Regions from separate parts of the Sus scrofa genome. Here region 2 is linked to region 1. A link is a contact called in public HiChIP or PLAC-seq data. All regions are on one chromosome and are shown on one strand. The core of a region is the stretch at or near the end of the contact, and the rest is flanking DNA. Distances in the headings are between cores, read along the strand shown. Region 1 overlaps MOB3A (MOB kinase activator 3A). Region 2 overlaps MIDN (midnolin).

Region 1 (3,010 bases), core at 28-2,527:
GGTACCTCCGAGAAGGGAAAGCAGCAGAGTACAGGATGCAGCCACCAAGGCCCTGACGTGGAAGACCAGGTGAGCTCAGCCTCGGAACCCCCAGGAGACACTGGTTAAAAGAGACCACCTGCCCCACCCCTCTCTCAGAAGGGACCAGCCGCGTCCCCTGGGCTAGGCAGCCAGGACCCTTGTACCAGGGCATGTGTGCTTCTCACGCCAGGTGGGAACCCTGTGGCCCCGCCCATGGCTGCCAAATGCCCAAGGGGTCGTGACCTGCCCATGTGATGAATCTGCAGACATAGTGGCTCTCAGGCCACTCCAGGTGCAGATCAGGGGACAGTCACCCTGTGGGGACCAGTTGGAGAAGCCAGCCAACCTCTCCTGCGCCCACCACCTGGCGGCACAACCATACTCTGGCAAGGAGATGACGAAGTGGGTGTCACACTCCTGTCCAGCCAACGTGGGGCAGGGCCGGCCATGGAGCCCCCAAAGCTGCTTCTGCGTATCCCGCCCATCCAAGTTCCTTGTCCACCCTGCAGCCAGTCTCCTAACCTCAGGGGAATCACAACACCAAGAAAACACTGCCTTCTACTTATTTGAGTCTTCCCCAGGGGTGGGACTCTAATAGCTGACGATGTCACCTGGGGACCTGAGACCTGCCAGACAGGAGCGGAGTGGCGGGGAGGGCCTCAGGGAGAGGACACAAGGCCCACTGGCCCGGCTGACCCCGTGTCTGTCTCCAGCCCTTCCTGCCATGGAGCAGACCCAGGCCTGGACAGTTCTGGAAGATAGGGTGGGACTGTGGAAGGAGTGTGTAAGGTTCCTGCCTGCCTTTCTGTCTCCTCAGAAAGTGGGAGAAATTTTTTTTTTTTTGTCTTTTTGCTATTTCTTTGGGCCGCTCCCGCGGCATATGGACCCAGGCTAGGGGTCAAATTGGAGCTGTAGCCACTGGCCTACGCCAGAGCCACAGCAACGCGGGATCCAAGCCGCATCTGCAACCTACACCACAGCTCACGGCAACACCGGATCATTAACCCACTGAGCAGGGGCAGGGACCGAACCCACAACCTCATAGTTCCTAGTCGGATTCATTAACCACTGCGCCACGACGGGAACTCCCAGAATTTTTTTTTTAAGTAGGAGCAATGATTTTCTGAAAAACTTCCTGGGTGGGCAGAGTTCCCGCCAAAAGCAAACAGCTTTCTAGCAGAAACACAGACTCCCACAGCTACCGGAAGGTGCCTCTTCCTTGAGAAGCGCTACAGGAGGCCAGGGCCCCTGGGATACACTCTCGTGCACACACACACACACACACACACCCCACCGCCGTCCCAGGTACCTTTTTCTCTGCCCTTCTTAGAACACCTCTAAGGACCGCGTGGGGAAAACCAGGACAGGCTTCTCGGAATTCAGCACTAAGGGCTCCCCTGCTTCTTCCTGAAGAGAGATGCGTGTAGTACTGAGAAACTCCTAGAGTGACAAAAGTTAAGATGACAAAATTCCCCTGCCTCAGCATGCACTCACTGCCACCCCCCACCCCGCCCCTGCATTTTGCTGAAAACATAACAAAACACAGTTCCTGTGAGCAACCGCCTTGAGTGAGCTGCTGCACCTCAGCCCAGTTGCCACTTCCTTCCGGTGCCTCCACATCCTGCCTGGGCCACTGACATTGCCATTGCTGCTGCAGGGATGGGCCCCAACCCCAGACGTCAGTCCCGCATGCTCTGGATGGCCGAGTGAACCCTGGCCCCTGGCCTGGCAGCCAGAGTGTCTGGCTGTGGGAAGCTCGGAGCCCTGGATCTGTCCTGTCAAAGCCCTTTGCGCCCCGAGCTATCTTCCACCATCTACATGTTTTGGGTTTTTTTTTGTCTTTTTAGGGCCGCACTCACGGCATATGGAGATTCTCAGGCTAGGGAACTACTCTGAGCTGTAGCTGCCGGCCTCCACCACAGCCGCAGCAACGTGGGATCTGAGCCACATCTGCGACCTACGGCAACGCTGGATCCTTAAACCACTAAGTGAGGCCAGGGATCGAACCCACAACCTCATGGTTCCTGGTCGGATTCATTTCCACTGTGCCATTATAAGAACTCCTGTGGTTTTTTTTTTTTTTTTTTTTATAAATAAAAGTCAATTCAGATATAATAACATACTTTTTTCCTTCTTTTTGCCACACCCATGGCATATGGGAGTTCTCGGGCCAGGAACTAAATTCAAGCCAGAGCTGTGACCTGCGACACAGCTGCAACCATGTTGGCTCCCTAACCCACTATGATGCGCTGGGCTGGGGATTGAATCAGCACTTCCAGAAAGACAAGCTGGATCATTAACCTGCTTGACACAGCGGGAACTCCAAAGTCCACCCTTTTAAAGTATACAATTCAATGGTTTTCAGTAAACTCATAGAGCATGCAGCCGTCACCACTAAGTCCAGAACAACCTCAGCACTGCACAAAGAAACCCTGTGCCCAGAAGCAGTTATTTCCTATCCCCCTTTTATAAAAGGGCCACTTCACATTCCCTAAAAAGACATGTTCAAGTCTTCACCCCTGACACCTGTGAATGGACCGTGCTGGGAAATGGGGTCCTTGCTGATATAATTAGGATGAGGTCACGCTGGAAGAGGCTGGGCCCTCAGCCATTGACTGCCATCCTTCTAAGAAGAGGGAGACCTGGACACAGACGAAAGGAGACAGCCATGTGATGGAGGCGGAGAGATAGGGATCCGTCTGTGACCCAAGGGCAGACCAGGATTGCCAGGCACACCAGAAGCTGGGAGAGGCAGGAAAGACCCTCTCAGGGCCTCTGAGAGTCCTGAACCCACAGCAGATAAGAGGTGGCTGGCGATCTCAAGCTGGCTCTCCCCATGTCTACAGCCTTCACTCCACCAAGATGAAGAGAGGGTGCTGGGGAGCTACCTGGTGGCTCAGTGGGTTAAGGATCAGGTGTTGTCATTATAGTGGCTCAGATTGCTGCTGTGGCGCAGGTTCAATCCCTGGCCCGGGAACTTCCACATGAC
Region 2 (3,080 bases), core at 14-2,513, 730 kb before region 1:
CCTCTCTGTAGTCCCAGGCCTCCAGGCCAGAACAGTCTGTGATGCAGGCCCTCGAGAGCTTGACGGAGACGCAGGTAAGACCCTATGGCCCCTTCTAGCCCTTGGGGACTGCAGGCCCAAGTGCCTGGCCACTCGGGAGAGCCCAGGGGTTGTTTGTGCTCTCAGGAGGCCCGTGGGGAGGGGAGAGGACCTGCCGCCCCATCTTCGTGCCAGCTTGGCCTGGTCACCCAGCTTCCTCTTCCTCCCCCCCCCCAACCCCAGCACTCACCACCTGACCTTGAGAGCCTTCTCTCCCACAGTGGCCACCATGGGGGAGGGGGGCGAGCTTTCACAAGCCTGCCTGCAGGGTGACCTTGGCCAGCACTCCCACACCACTCCCACACCACTGGGGCCTGCATCCTCAGCCCCACCTGCTTTGCGGAGGAACTCCCCCCACCCCACCCACCCCAGCCAATGTGGTTTCCCCAGAGCAGCCTTTTTAACATTTCTGATGGCGGGTGGGGGGGGGAAGACCAGTCTTGAGACTCCTTCCATGACCCCCTTGTGAGGGGTGGGGAGTCACCCCCTCCCTCCTCCCTCCAGCTTTTGTTCTCTGCCCCAAATGGGGAAGGGGGAGGGGGCGTCCAGCCCAGGGGCCAGCACAGCCCAGACAGGATGTTAGGAAAATATTTAGTAAGCATCCGGGAGGGCCATGAAGAGGAAGGCTGGGGGCTGGCCCACACTGGGTTCCCGGTTGGGTTGCAGCTTTTTTTTTTCCCCCCTTCTTTCCTCATTTTTCTGGCAGCAGGGGCCCTCCTCCCAGGAGGGTGACACAGGTCTCAGCTATCCGCCTGCTGCCAGGGTGGGGGTGGCAGGTCCCCAGCCTCCCCAGCTGGGCTGGGCTGGGCCGGCCCCCGGCCTCAGGAACCTGCTCAGCCGCTTCCCTTCCTCCTGCCCTGAGGCCCTCGCCCCCTCCCCGACATGTAGCATCCTGCCCTCTGCAGCTAGCTAGCCTGGAGGAGGAGGGGGCCAGGAGCTGGGTGGTCCACCATCAGGAGGGGCAGTGCGGTGGGGGGAGAGCTGGGGTCCCAGAAGCCTGCTGAGGATTGTCTATGATCTCCTGGGGCAGATGTGAACTGAGCTCCCTGTTACTGGGGGGGGGGGGGGCTGTGGTTGGCAGGGGGCCCCAGGGGCGTGTTTGGTTCACATCCGCCCCAGGGTGCCTGCGTCAGGAGGGAGATGGGGAGGCGCTGGGCGGAGTGACTGGGCTCCCAGAACTACTTCCCCGCCTGGCACCGAGTCATGCCTGCCTGTTCACCCTCCCCAGGGAGGAAGTTGCAGGGTGGAGTGGAGGGGGGACACCCCAGCTGCTCTTCGGAAGCCACCCCAGTCCCTTCCTGCAAAGGGTGGCTCTGGCACTGGGGGAGGGTGTGTGCAGAGAGGGGCTGTGGGGTGGGGGCTGCATACTGTCCGCCTCCTTCGCCTCCTCCCCACGGCCCCCAAGCAGAGAAGGTTACGCCAGCCGCTGCCAGCAGAGAGCAGGGAGGAGGTGGTTCTGAGTCATCCCGGCCTGTGTCACTTCTCAGAAACCTCCACCCCCTGCCCCATCCCGGCCCCTGGGGAGAGCAGAGCGCTGGCCAGGCCCCAAAGAAGGGTCCAGTGCAGATGGGGGGGGCAGATGCGCTGCTCGCCCACTCTGAAAAGGGGGTGCTAGATTTGAGGTTCATGCTTGCCCGAGCTGTGTTGAGGCCCTGAGGGGGCTTGGGCCCCCCACAACCCCCCCTGCTGTGGCTGGCAGAGGCAACACCTCCCCCTTGGCCTCTGCCCCGCCCAGCATAGATAAATATTTATCTTGAGAAAGCAAAGGTTAGGACAAGAATTTGTCCAGGAATTCCGCCCACTCGCTGCCCAAGTGGCTTGGTTGAGAGGGGGCCTGGGATAGGCCCCTCCAGTGTTCACAGATGGAGAGAATTTGGGGGCCTGAGGGTGGGGAAGAGGTGTGATCTGAAGGTTACTTGAGAGCAGTGACCGCTGGCTGGGCCCCGCCCCCTCTGGCCTCAGTTTCCCCTTGAAAGTACCAAGCTGGCCAGGGAGGGCCAGGCCCCTGTCTCATCCGCCTCTGTCCCCCCACAGCCCCCAGCAGCGCCCAGCCGGGGCAGGGCTGGCGGAGGCAGCTTCCGGAAATACCGATTCATTTTATTTAAGCATCCGTGGCACCGACAGGGACCCCAGAGCCCAGAGAGGGGCGGCGAGAGGCCCCAGGTCACGCAGCTCGGGGGGCTGGGCCGGGTCGGGCTGGGGGCACTGCAGGCTGGGGCTCTGGGTTGACAGGCCGCTCTCTGCAGGTCAGTGACTTCTTGTCGGGCCGCTCGCCACTGACCCTGGCACTGCGTGTGGGTGACCACATGATGTTCGTCCAGCTGCAGCTCGCAGCCCAGCACGCCCCACTGCAGCACCGCCATGTGCTGGCCGCCGCTGCTGCCGCTGCTGCCGCCCGTGGGGACCCCAGCATGACCACCACCCCTGTATCCTCTCCCTGCCGGCCAGTCTCCAGCGCCGCCCGTGTGCCCCCAGTGCCCAGTAGTCCTACCCCTGCATCCTCATCTGTCACAGCTGGTTCCTTCCGCTCCCACTCAGCCTCTACCACCTGCCCTGAGGTAAGTCTGGGGAAGGTCTTGGGAGGACTCTGGGTAGGGGGACGCTGGGGGAATGTCAGAGCCTCAGACACGTCTTTTGTATCCAGCGCCCTCCCCACACCCTGGGCTGGTGCTGGTATGGTGGGTGATCCCTTGACCCTGAACCCCAAAGGCTACCCTTGCACCCTGAGCTCATGTGCCCCCTCCCCCATCAGCAGATGGACTGTTCCCCCCCTGCCAGCGCTGGTGCCAGCCCCACGTCCCCCGCCGGGGGTAGCCCCACTTCTCGCTCCCGCAAACCTGGAGCAGTCATCGAGAGCTTCGTGAACCATGCCCCGGGGGTCTTCTCAGGGACCTTCTCTGGTAGGTGTCCCGGTGTGTCCCCACGAGCAGTCAACGTGCACACACGCCAGGAATAGGACATGATGGGTTCTCCCCAGCCTCTCTATGCACACTCATGGCCAT

What was found. HiChIP or PLAC-seq counts read pairs in DNA pulled down with a chosen protein or histone mark.
Region 2: an H3K27ac HiChIP or PLAC-seq map of alveolar macrophages shows a contact between it and region 1. The contact joins two enhancer-like sites. A contact is called at or near these places in 1 of 5 promoter capture datasets (fetal liver) and 1 of 2 datasets of contacts at active chromatin or transcription factors (alveolar macrophages).

What each region holds. Positions count from the first base shown.
Region 1 is chr2:76,479,663-76,482,672 of Sscrofa11.1, reverse strand. MOB3A (MOB kinase activator 3A) reads right to left here. Exons shown (of 5, transcript XM_021084201.1): 2 at 1,331-1,428. Among named protein-coding and RNA genes, the nearest start is that of MOB3A, 5.8 kb to the right of the region's middle. Within about 2 kb of position 1,277, at least 22 of the 83 cell types and tissues checked have an H3K27ac peak or open chromatin away from gene starts, as enhancers often do. A contact at or near this core is called in alveolar macrophages and fetal liver, where this site is marked.
Region 2 is chr2:77,206,879-77,209,958 of Sscrofa11.1, reverse strand. MIDN (midnolin) reads left to right here. Exons shown (of 9, transcript XM_021084261.1): 4 at 12-74; 5 at 2,113-2,241; 6 at 2,325-2,636; 7 at 2,834-2,978. Among named protein-coding and RNA genes, the nearest start is that of MIDN, 4.8 kb to the left of the region's middle. Within about 2 kb of position 1,263, at least 48 of the 83 cell types and tissues checked have an H3K27ac peak or open chromatin away from gene starts, as enhancers often do. A contact at or near this core is called in alveolar macrophages and fetal liver, where this site is marked.